Regions from separate parts of the Mus musculus genome. Here regions 1, 2 and 4 are each linked to region 3. The links are chromatin contacts, called in public Hi-C and HiChIP or PLAC-seq maps. All regions are on one chromosome and are shown on one strand. Each heading gives the region's core, a stretch centred on a gene start, on an enhancer-like site or on the middle of the called end of the contact. The rest is flanking DNA. Distances are from core to core; before and after follow the strand shown.

The links. A called contact is a pair of places that touch in the nucleus more often than the background predicts. HiChIP or PLAC-seq counts read pairs in DNA pulled down with a chosen protein or histone mark.
Region 1: an H3K4me3 HiChIP or PLAC-seq map of neural progenitor cells shows a contact between it and region 3, with 18 read pairs. The contact joins the enhancer-like site here to the promoter of Sorcs1 in region 3. A contact is called at or near these places in 1 of 39 promoter capture datasets (neural stem cells), 1 of 484 Hi-C or Micro-C datasets (cortical neurons) and 5 of 115 datasets of contacts at active chromatin or transcription factors (astrocytes, embryonic forebrain, embryonic stem cells and 2 more).
Region 2: a Hi-C map of cerebral cortex shows a contact between it and region 3, with 3 times the contacts expected there. The contact joins the enhancer-like site here to the promoter of Sorcs1 in region 3. A contact is called at or near these places in 2 of 39 promoter capture datasets (both in the 3T3-L1 cell line), 3 of 484 Hi-C or Micro-C datasets (cerebellar granule neurons, cerebral cortex and neural progenitor cells), 1 of 115 datasets of contacts at active chromatin or transcription factors (neural progenitor cells) and 1 of 9 other capture datasets (liver).
Region 4: a Hi-C map of cerebral cortex shows a contact between it and region 3, with 4 times the contacts expected there. The contact joins the enhancer-like site here to the promoter of Sorcs1 in region 3. A contact is called at or near these places in 1 of 39 promoter capture datasets (hippocampal neurons), 4 of 484 Hi-C or Micro-C datasets (cerebral cortex, cortical neurons, neural progenitor cells and 1 more) and 2 of 115 datasets of contacts at active chromatin or transcription factors (neural progenitor cells and oligodendrocyte precursor cells).

The regions. Positions count from the first base shown.
Region 1 is chr19:50,439,348-50,442,047 of GRCm38.p6, forward strand. The region is part of intron 2 of Sorcs1 (sortilin-related VPS10 domain containing receptor 1); the gene reads right to left. Among named protein-coding and RNA genes, the nearest start is that of Gm26629, 240 kb to the right of the region's middle. Within about 2 kb of position 1,309, at least 39 of the 459 cell types and tissues checked have an H3K27ac peak or open chromatin away from gene starts, as enhancers often do. A contact at or near this core is called in astrocytes, cortical neurons, embryonic stem cells and 3 more, where this site is marked.
Region 2 is chr19:50,907,490-50,910,197 of GRCm38.p6, forward strand. No RefSeq gene overlaps it. Among named protein-coding and RNA genes, the nearest start is that of Sorcs1, 230 kb to the left of the region's middle. Within about 2 kb of position 1,347, at least 9 of the 459 cell types and tissues checked have an H3K27ac peak or open chromatin away from gene starts, as enhancers often do.
Region 3 is chr19:50,677,278-50,679,977 of GRCm38.p6, forward strand. Sorcs1 (sortilin-related VPS10 domain containing receptor 1) reads right to left here and starts at 1,369. Exons shown (of 26, transcript NM_021377.3): 1 at 634-1,369. The coding sequence starts at 1,191. Gm26629 (predicted gene, 26629) reads left to right here and starts at 128. Exons shown (of 8, transcript NR_166832.1): 1 at 128-239.
Region 4 is chr19:50,525,016-50,527,715 of GRCm38.p6, forward strand. The region is part of intron 1 of Sorcs1 (sortilin-related VPS10 domain containing receptor 1); the gene reads right to left. Among named protein-coding and RNA genes, the nearest start is that of Gm26629, 150 kb to the right of the region's middle. Within about 2 kb of position 1,291, at least 12 of the 459 cell types and tissues checked have an H3K27ac peak or open chromatin away from gene starts, as enhancers often do. A contact at or near this core is called in cerebral cortex and oligodendrocyte precursor cells, where this site is marked.

The DNA.
Region 1 (2,700 bases), core at 59-2,558, 240 kb before region 3:
CAGAAGACCTGACACACTCAGCCTTTCCAGTCCCTGCATCTTCAGCACAGCACACTTCTTGACATTTCACAGCCAGTCTGAGAATCCCGGGGCTTTGCACAATTCTTAAACCACCAGCTCTCAATTCCGAGAGCAGGTTCCACTCACGTGGTGAAATGTTAAAAGATGCCAATCTGGGGTCATCTCAAGCCAATGTAATTAGATCTCCTGGTGGTGGGGAGGGGGTGTGTGTCAAGTTATATTAAAAGTTCCCCAAATGTAGAGCCTGCTTGAGATCTCATGTAATCCTTTTGAAAATACAATGCTGCCTTGGGATTTTTTTTCCCATCTGTTTTGGGTGAACCCTGCCTGACAGACTACACCTACTGAACACAGAGAGACTTGAGAATAAAATCCAATCAGTGCGCTTAATTTGACCAATTCCCTTAAATCAGAGCCACTCAACAAGAAACAAAGCAATAGCAGCAAGCCCTGACTGGCTGCCCACACAGCTCTTTCTTTATGAGATGGTCCTTTTATTTCTTGCACAGGAAGATCTGGTTAAAATGTAGCTTCCTGATCTTTGCCCCAACCTCAGGAATCAGAGCTCCTATTGACCAGAGAATTTGCATTTCAACAGGCTTCCCAGAGCATACAGAACACAAAAGTTTAGCACCCCAACTTCCTAAAAGGTCGCATTAATTAGAGATCTGCAAAAATCATTTCTTCCTGGCAATATAAGCTGCTGGGAGTTCTTCACCTGGTTACACAGCAACCTGAGATATAAACAATCCATTCTGAGGTCACATCCCAGGCCTTTGAGTGTGGTACCCAGATCTTTAAGTTTTTGAAAAGCTTCTTAAAGTATTCTAATAACAAGCATATGGCGAGCTGGTGCAGTCACTGGGCTGTAAAGATAATAATGATGATAAAGACTCAGGAAGTATATTTTGAAGGAGTATTTTCTTTGGCTAAGCATCATTTCCTAAACAAATTCTTCCATGTCCGTGAGGAAAGGGGAGCGAGCCTGTTTCCTGTCAGTTTGCCTTTTGCCCACGGAAGGAAGCACACATTGAGAAAGCACACATTTGAGGCAGTGGGCACTCTAAATATTCATTATTCAGTGCAGGGACTAAAGGCTCCCTAGGCATTATTAAACAAATTGATGAACACTAAGGCTGGATTTCAAGGCAAGAAAAATGCTGCTGGAACTGAAATCCACTGATTCTTCATTGAAAACTCTTGTAAGTAAAGACCCAGGAACTGACTCCATGGATTTCCCGGCGCAGGCGATAGTATTTACATCTCAAAAGGCTGCTCTGCCACCCTCGGAGGGAGACTGGCTATTGAGGATTCCCGAATGAGCACGGGTTGAAATGCAACTTAATTCTGTCTACTGAGGAGAGAGGTTTCAGAGCTCGCCCTGCTGGGTGCTGTGCATGGTATGGCAGTTATTATGGGAACAAATGCAAAGGCAAGCCAAATTACCTCTGCAGCCACCTGGTTTGCTCTTTAGCAGAACTTAGAGCCATGCACAAAGAACTCTGGGTTCTTATTTGTGGTCCTGAATTAATACGAATGGTGGGGGGGGGGGGGGGAGTGCGGGGGCAGTGTGCGGGGAGGGGGGAGTGAGTGGGGGAACGTCTTTTTCTTTTTTCTTTCTTTCTTTTTTTTTTTTGTACATTTTGAAGGTAGGGTGGAGGAAGATTCCAGAACAGTTCCTCTAATTCCTACTCAGCTCATAGCTACTAGAAGAGGCTTGGAGCACAGGAGCTTATAAAATGCCCTGTGGTACCATATTCTTTTAAGTGACAAAGGGGAAAAATAAAGAGCCAGCTGCCACTCACAGAGCAAAAGAAATGTCGAGTGTATTCCAGCTCCACCCGAATATCTGCGCCAAAACTAATCAACCTCATGTCCCCAGTAGGAAAGCCAAGAAGCTCCCGCCTATCCCAAGTCTGTGATTGGCTTCAAAGCCCTGTCATTCATCACTCTAATAAGCACTTAATAAGTAAATCAAAAGCTATTAAAACACTCTGACATTGAGCTTGCTTCCTCAAGCAAACCATAAAGGGCTAGAATTTACAACATTTACCAAGGACAGGGAGGAGGATGCTGGATTTATAAATGAATTTACTAGCTTGTTTCTTATGCTTCTCTCTCTCTCTCTCTCTCTCTCTCTCTCTCTCTCTCTCTCTCTCTCTCTCTCTCTCTCTCATCCCCCTGGGCCCTGGGATGTGATAAACTGAAATGGCTGGATGTCGTGATGCACTGCTAAACTCCTAGTTAAGTTTCACATCATTATGCAAGCAACTCTGGATTCCACTGGTGATTTATGAGGACGTGCTAGTGAGACCTCAGGAAAAAAACTCTCCCCTTTAAGTAAAGGGGCCTGAGGCTATTAGACCAATAGATGTACTTGGGATGCCAGTAGTGCCATAATACTGCACACCACTGCCTTCCCAATTGAAGTGCTGAAGGACAGAGTCAAATAAGACAGTAAAATAACCTGAGGCACATGGCAGCTGAGCTCCATCATTAACCAGGGTAACCTTGGATAAACCCTATGTAATTAATATCCAGTCCTTGGCTTCAAGTGTAAGACCCATGGGCTGCCATTTCTGGGAAACCCAACGTCACAGCAAACTCCTTGCTTCTCTGGCTCATCCCATCTCCCTGGATCCTCTTTCTCATCAGTCTCTGAGGAAGAGCAGGACTTGT
Region 2 (2,708 bases), core at 97-2,596, 230 kb after region 3:
AGTTGATTTCAACTTTTTTCATCTCAAGACTGTAACATGTTGCAAAGTTGTGTGCTTTTGGAAATGATATCCTACTATTGAAACTCCACCTTGGTTGAAGTCCCACAGTAAGCAGCAGTCACCCCACAGGTAACTGCTCTGGCTTTCCAGGGTCTGGGACTTGCTGTTACTATGCTGAAGTTTTTATATGACAAGAAAAGCCCTTTATTTTCTTTTTTTTTTATCTGTTTTTTAATTAGGTATTTTCCTCGTTTACATTTTCAATGCTATCCCAAAGGTCCCGCATACCCACCCCCCCAATCCCCTTCCCACCCACTCCCCCTTTTTGGCCCTGGCGTTCCCCTGTACTGGGGCATATAAAGTTTGCAATGGGCCTCTCTTTGCAGTGATGACCGACTAGGCCATCTTTTGATACATATGCAGCTAGAGTCAAGAGCTCCAGGGTACTGGTTAGTTCATAATGTTGTTCCACCTATAGGGTTGCAGTTCCCTTTAGCTCCTTGGGTAATTTCTCTAGCTCCTCCATTAGGGGCCGTGTGACCCATCCAATAGCTGACTGTGATCATCCACTTCTGTGTTTGCTAGGCCCTGGCATAGTCTCACAAGAGAGAGCTATATCTGGGTCCTTTCAGCGAAATCTTGCTAGTGTATGCAATGGTGTCACCATTTGGAAGCTGATTATGGGATGGATCCCTGCATATGGCAATCACTAGATGGTCCATCCTTTCGTCACAGCTCCAAATTTTGTCTCTGTAACTCCTTCTATGGGTGTTTTGTTCCCATTTCTAAGAAAGGGTAAAGTGTCCACACTTTGGTCTTCGTTCTTCTTGAATTTCATGCGTTTGGCAAGTTGTATCTTATATCTTGGGTATCCTAAGTTTCTGGGCTAATATCCACTTATCAGTGAGTACATATTGTGTGAGTTCCTTTGTGATTGGGTTACTTCACTCAGGATGATACCCTCCAGGTCCATCCATTTGCCTAGGAATTTCATAAATTCATTTTTTTAATAGCTGAGTAGTATTCCATTGTGTAAATGTACCACCTTTTCTGAATCCATTCCTCTGTTGAGGGGCATCTGGGTTCTTTCCAGCTTCTGGCTATTATAAACAAGGCTGCTATCTTTATTTTCAAATGACTTTGAAATAATAAATTGGGGGATTTTCTTTCAATTCTGCTCCATTTCTCCAAAACAATCAACAGCCATCTTTTCTTAAATGGTTTTAGTAATAGAGAATATTCCTCCCTAAAGCTTTTTCTCATATCAAAATTTGAAATGTGATTCATGACTCCTGTTTATAACTGGGTTTTTTTTTCTCCTTCATGGTAACATTATTTGCCCTCCCTAGGCTGTAACGAGATCACACATGAAGATTTGGCTGATAAATCAGGAGTTGGATGACGAAAAGCACTTTGGCAGGCACTTGGTAAAATATGACTCACAGATGGATAATATTTGGTTGGCACAAAAGATGCCAGCTCAATATTTAATATTCTCTTCCAATTCGATATGAACATTTAAATTCATTACATAGGAATCTGGATTTCTGTTTTCTTGTAAAAATTTTGGGGATCTGCCACCACTCAGCCCACAGAATTCCTTGTAACCATTAGCATGACTAAGTCAGGTTTTGCACGAGTTCAACTTCTCCCTATTTCTTCTTAATCCGCATCTATACAGAAAGCTGAACTTTCTTCTGTTTCTGCTACAGTTTGAGTTGTTTTCTTATCATAAGGCAGAAGTGAAACATTCTTTGGATATAGGTATTTATTAGAAGCAAGCAAATCAGTCTCCTGTAATAAATTAGAATAGTTCAATAAAGACTAAAAACATGCAGTAGGGAAGGGATGTAAGAATCTGAGGTAGTGGTATGCATCATGCTCACTGTGCAAGTCAAATACAGATGTGTAAGAAAATTTAGGGTAAGCAAAACAAACTATGCTATTCAGTCAAAGAGATCCATGTAGAGATATAAAAGTAAAAAAGAATATATGAGGAAAAAAGTAAGTCTGCTTTTATATTCCTGAATTAGGAATCAGGTAGGAGTCTACAATTGGACAGTCATTCACAAAAACCAAACAACAAGCAAAAAACAAACAAGCAAGCAAGAAAGCAGGAAAAAAAGAAGAAAATGTAAATGTGTCATGGTAGAGAAGGGCGTAGGAAAATATTACTAAGCTATTAAGGTAATAGCAAGAGAAGGGTACCTATCAATTCTGGGCTGATGGAAAACGAGGAGTAATTCCTTGAAGCTGAAATTAATATTTGTGAAAGTGCCAGAGAAGGTTCGACCCAGGCTGTCACAGAAGAGAATGCAGTCTGTGTGTGAGTGTCCTTAAGTAGGGTGATCAGGTTTATTCAGTGAGCAGACACTAAGTGCCCATTTTAGGATGTTTTGTTGATTCCCAAAATGAAGGAGGGTCTTATAATGATTACTGGTGGATTAGAGGCTACAGCGGGGGCCCAAACAAGAGAGGAAACAGAAGCAAATGGAAAAGGAAATTCTTCCTTTTCCAACCTTGAAGTCTCTCTCTAGTGCCCTCTCTGGGCAGATCCTATGGTAGCTTCTTAAGTCAAAATGGGTTTCTCATCATAAAACACGTTAAAAATGGAGGTTGACACTGAGTGTTTATAGCCCAATAACTAGTATATAATCTAGTACTCACAGACTAGAGAGTCTGACTTTGGCCGTAGCAATGAAACCAAA
Region 3 (2,700 bases), core at 119-2,618:
GCTAGAAAAGCCTGGCTCTCAAGATGCACTTGCTAATGCTGTCAGGAGATGCTGGGGAGCCTCTGCACTGAAACTTGCATCCGTTTGGTTCCCAAATAGATTTCTAATACCAAAGGGCACCTTATATCGTACTGCAGTTTGCCTTCTCCGGGGTAGAACAAGGGGCTAGGAGCTCTGTATAAAAATAAAATAAAAAGCCCACAGAGGCGACTTCTCCGTGTGCTCCATCAGTCTATCAGGTAAGGAAATGTCCCTTCAGGGGATTTCAGTGGGCTTGGAGATTTAACCCTTTCAGATCTTCATTAAAAATACTTTAACGCACATACAACCCCCATATTTGGTCTTCAGTTCTACTCTCCAGTGCCATTGAAGAAATAAAAAAGATCTGCCTGGTCCGTTCCAATTTGAACCTTTTGATCTGGAGAACACTCTGAAGGTGGCGGTGGGGGCACCCTAGTAGGCACCATTAACTCTTGGGGGAGGCTAGCTGGGAAGACTTCACTGTGCAGCATCTCCCAAGAAAGAAACCTCTTTGCCCCCCCCCCCTCCGCCCCCAATTCTCCGCCAGCTCTTACAGTGAAAGGTAACCCTTTCCTTCTCTCGCCCCTTTGCCCCCAGTTCCATTCTACTCACGCTGCTGTTGTGGCCAGACCAGTGGACCATAGCTTGGTTGTGTGCTGAGTCTCCTGTCAGAGCAAATGTGGTGCTGGTCAGTCTCAGCTCCTCCATCCGGAAGCGGGTGGCTTTGTCCGGGTCCCGTGCGCCAGTCCCAAGCCCCTGCTGCCCTCCATCCTTTAGCATGTCCCGGCGGCTCCGACTCGCACCCTCTCCGGGTTCAATCTTCTCGGGTTCCGTTCCACTCCGTCTCCTACGGCCAGAGCGTGCAGCGGTCGCCACTGACACCCTGCTGCCCCCAGCTCGCTCCAGAAACAGCGCACGGTCCCCGGGGGCCACTGCGAACAGGGGTCTCATGAAGAGGGGCGGGGGCGTGGCAGGAGCCCGACCCAGAGGTCCCGGGTGAGGAAAGCCTCTTGGGGTAAGGGTCCGGCGTGGGGTCGAGCTAGGGTGCTGCGGAGGGCAGCAAGAGAGGCTGCTGCAGACGCCGGGGGCTAAGAGCATCAGAAGCCCCGCTCCTGCAAGGAGCGCGCTCAGCCCGGCCGAGGAGCCGTCTCCAGCGCCAACTTTTCCCATCTCTGGAGCGTAGAGAAGCGGAGAGGGGGTCCCGGACCGAAGGCAGGCAGCGGAGCGAGGCTACAGGCTGACGGCGGCAGGGCGTGCGCTCAGGACCACAACTCCATCCAAGTTGGGCTGGGCGGCGGCGGGGCGCGCGGAGGCGGCGCCGGGCAGGTGCCTGCCGCTCGCCCAGGCTGGGCTTGTGCGGAGCGCGCGGGTTGGGACGGAGCTGCGAGCCACCGCCGCCGCCGCCGCCGCGCGGGGGTGGAGCCGAACTGAAGTCACGGGCGGAGAGGGCGCCGCGCGCCGGCTGGCGACGCGGGAGGGAGGGCGGGCTCTGCCGGGGCTCCGGGGCACTGCGTCCCGTCTCCGAGCTGCGCTGTGTCCAGGGCTGCGGGCGCGGGCTGCGCTGTCGCCTACCCTCCCCAAGGCGCGCCGAGTCCCCGCAAGCAGCCCGAGCAAGCACCCTTCCTCTTGGGGCGAGCAGCCCCAGGCTCCCGGAGCAGGCGCTGTGAAGGGTTTCCTATTCCTGTTTTCCCTTCTCTCTGTGGTTGTTTCTCCCCTTTTCTCTTTTTCTGGTCTTTTCCAGTTTAGAAGATGAGTGGGCTCTTGCTCTCCCTCTTAAACTGGGTGAGTTGGCATGTAGTCCTTACTTTGTGTGCCCAGGCCTGGAGAAGATCTCAGAAGGCAGCAGAGAGTGGTGCAATAAACTGTGTGTGTGTGTGTGTGTGTGTGTGTGTGTGTGTGTGTGTGTGTGTCCTGCTCAGTCTATGTGTGTGTGTATATATATATATAGTTGGTGAGATTTTCTCTCCTCTGTGATTCCTCCTAGATTTCAGGTCTTTTTAAGCACTCTCCAGTATTGAAAGCACTCACAGTTGACAACACAATTAAAGTTAAGATTCCCCAAGTATTTTGTAGTTATATACATCTTGGCAACTGTCCTTAAGAGACCATAAGCTCCTTGAGAGAAGGGAGACTCCGAAGTGACCTGTTTGCCGTATTATTCTCTGTGTTTGGTAACAGTGCACTGAATGGTAGCAAATGTAAGTGATTGGCTTGATGAGTATGTGTTGTGAGTTTGTTATAGATCTGTATATCAACAAATAGAGGAAATGTGTTGTATTCTTCTGGCATCACTGGTGTCTAGCTCAGGGTTGCTAACACATGCATTCAGATCCCCCCCCCCCCAGCAAGCCCGCGCTTGAAAGTGTTTGCTGTGGGACCTTCAGGTAATTGTGCTTCCCAAATATTAAATTAAGTGGTTGCAATACATGACCTTTAAAATCCTTTGTGACCCTAAAATTCTGTAATTATGTGATTATAATATCAATCCACCCAAGATCCCCTGCCTCTACTCAGAAATTGAGGTAATGATTTATAGTAGGTGGGAGCGCTTTGGAAATTGCAGTTCATCTAAAGCCAGGCCTTTTTCAAATTGTTAGTTGATGCCAAGGTTTAAATGCCATCGCATCTCTTTACCATTTCCACGCACCAAATAATGTCCTCTTGAGCACATGAGAATTA
Region 4 (2,700 bases), core at 41-2,540, 150 kb before region 3:
AGTTTAGGGGCAGAAAAGGGAAGAAAGAGGTCAATAGCTACTCTGGGATGGGAATGGAATATCTATTTATGTGTGGATGCAAACAGAGGGAGCTAGGACAGAAATAATTTTATTAGATATTTTTTGTATGAACTTGACATCTTCCATCTTAGCTTCAAGTATAGTAAGAACATTTCCTTAATCTGTCCTCGCAAGCTCTCTAGAATGTCAAATCAAATGTCCCAAGAAAAGGACTTACTTAAAATCATTGTTTAATTGAATCCTACAGTGAAACTCAGAAGGAATCAGAGGCAAAATGGAGCAGAAAGTGCATCTGGCACCTCAAAGAGACTAACTTGCCAAGAGTTTTAACGTTGAGAAGGCAAAAACTACAGTAAATTGTGGCTATAGTGAAAATTAGGGGAACCCATCACTGCCTGTGCTGTGGGGTAGGTGTTAGGCACTGCTAAAACACTATTAGTGTCATTATTAATAATCATCATCCATGTTGGTCCATTCAAGAGTTCTGATGTTCGTGGTCTTTATAAAAGAAGTGAAGACCTTGTGGGAAGAGACATTTGATTCAATAAGTAAAAGCTGTTGCCCTCTCCTCTGGTGCCCTGGTTGCTTTGAGAAAGGCTATTATTCATGAAAATAGTTAGACTGCATTTATGCCAAGACTGGTCATTTTGAACAGCACTTGATAGGTATCTTGATGAAGTTCCATGACGACCAGAGATGCTTGCTGCAGAAACACAGCTGTACATCCAGCCATACCTGGCTCAGATTTTGTGTGGCTACTTGGCTTGTTTGCAATCACTGACACTGATAAAGTCTCAGTGGCATAATAGCCCTTTCCACTAAGAGCAGAAGGTAGCACTTGCTCTGCTGGTCCAACAGGGGGTAGCTGTGTCTGGTACAAAAGCAACAGTGCTTTGGTCGGTGTAACCACAATCCTTGATTTTCTTGAAGGTATTCAACGAACAGCATCAGGATACATTCACTGGCTCTCTAAGCAAGATGTTCTCCTTATTTTGTGAGCCAGCGATGAGACTCTTCCTGCAATGCCCCCTCTAGTGTTGCAACATTAACCCCTCTAAAAGGTCTCTTTCATGTATTTTTTTTCTTGTCTACTTTTGATATCTGTTAGTAAGACGAGATCAGCTGGTACCACAAGGGAAGCAACTGCGGCTCGGTGGTGACAGAGCGGCAGCAGATACAGGGAAAAGATGTATGCCTGAGGCAGAGCTTTAGAAGTGGGAGAGCCACAGGAGCAGCTGGCAGTCTTGACATCAGCAGAGGCACAGCTGCAGAAGCCCAGAGGAGTAGCAACGTTGGAGAGAAGCAGCTGCCGCGGTGTTGGCAGAAGACAGAGGCAGAGCAGTAGCATAGACAGCAGCAATGGAGATGCCCTCAGTCACAGCAGGGATAGAAGCAGCAGCAGCGGCTTCAAGGACCTAGGATCCTGACATTGTGGACTCAGATGCTACAATATCAGCTACTGTCAAGAAGTGGAGAATATTGAGTTCTTTGACCTACACAAGAACTATACAATTTGTCTCTGTAGGGCTGAAGGTCTCAGTGCCCAAGGCCTGTACCAGAGTTGCTAACAATACAGGGTGACACTTCCTGTTGCTTCCTATGTCTCTTGCTGCCACGCACTGTTGTCAACACGTAGGGGTTATAAACACTGCCAAGCACCAACACTGGCAGAGTTCCTCCTTGCTTCCCCATGATGTCTATCTTGGTGGAGCTAAAGGATCCAGGCAACATGACGGGTAAGAAGTTAGTTATGTCAGACTAGAGCAACACATGAAATCTCTTTTTTGTTTTTTAAGTGTCGTTTGTATGCCTGGTTTGTTGGTTTGCTTTTGTGTTTGTTTTGAGACAGGGTCGCCAACAGCCCAGGCTGTCCTCCAATTCTCTACCATGGCTCCCTTTGCCTCTACCTCCAACATGCTAGAATTACACACCTTGTTACACAATACTAGAGATTAAAGTGAGGCAGTTGTATGTCCTAAGCAAACTCTCTGTCTCTGGAGGCACAGCAGCAGTATCAGAGTCTTGGAGAATAGATTTTCATCACCTGCTTTAGCTCATGTGAAGTACAGTGGGATGATTCTTGGCAAAGACATACAGAACAAAGCAGATTGAGGCTGATAACTCCACCTCTATATATGAGAAAAGAGTGGGGATGAGTCTGCTGATGGGAAGTCTCATAGAAGCCCATTCCATAGTTCCCTTAGAGGCAAAGCCGCCACAGAGGTGCAATCAGGAAGTAGTAATGAAAAGAAATCAGCCATTGTAAAAGATAAAAGCAAGCTGCTTATGAACGCAGGTTTACTCCAAGTCAACTTGACAGCTACTTAGTGAGCATCTACTGCACGCCCTCACGAAAGCAGCCACACTAGCTCTGAAAGGATCCATGCCAAGCTGCTGTCACCAGAGAGAGGGCAGATCCGAGTTAAAAGAAAGGAGAAATTTATTATCATTTTTTTTCCTGTACATTTTCGCTTGGGTTTCTTGTAGCAGTGATATGTCACTTGTGTGATTTTTAAAGGGGAAAAGATTCATGAATATATACATTTAAAATAATTTGTCGCATTGCAAATCGATACAATAAAGACCATTGGGTTTGGATGCCAAGGAGATCGGCTCCAAGCAAATTGAGACTCCTCCTTATCCCATCATTAAAGCAGGCCTGGGAGCAGCCACAAAAGT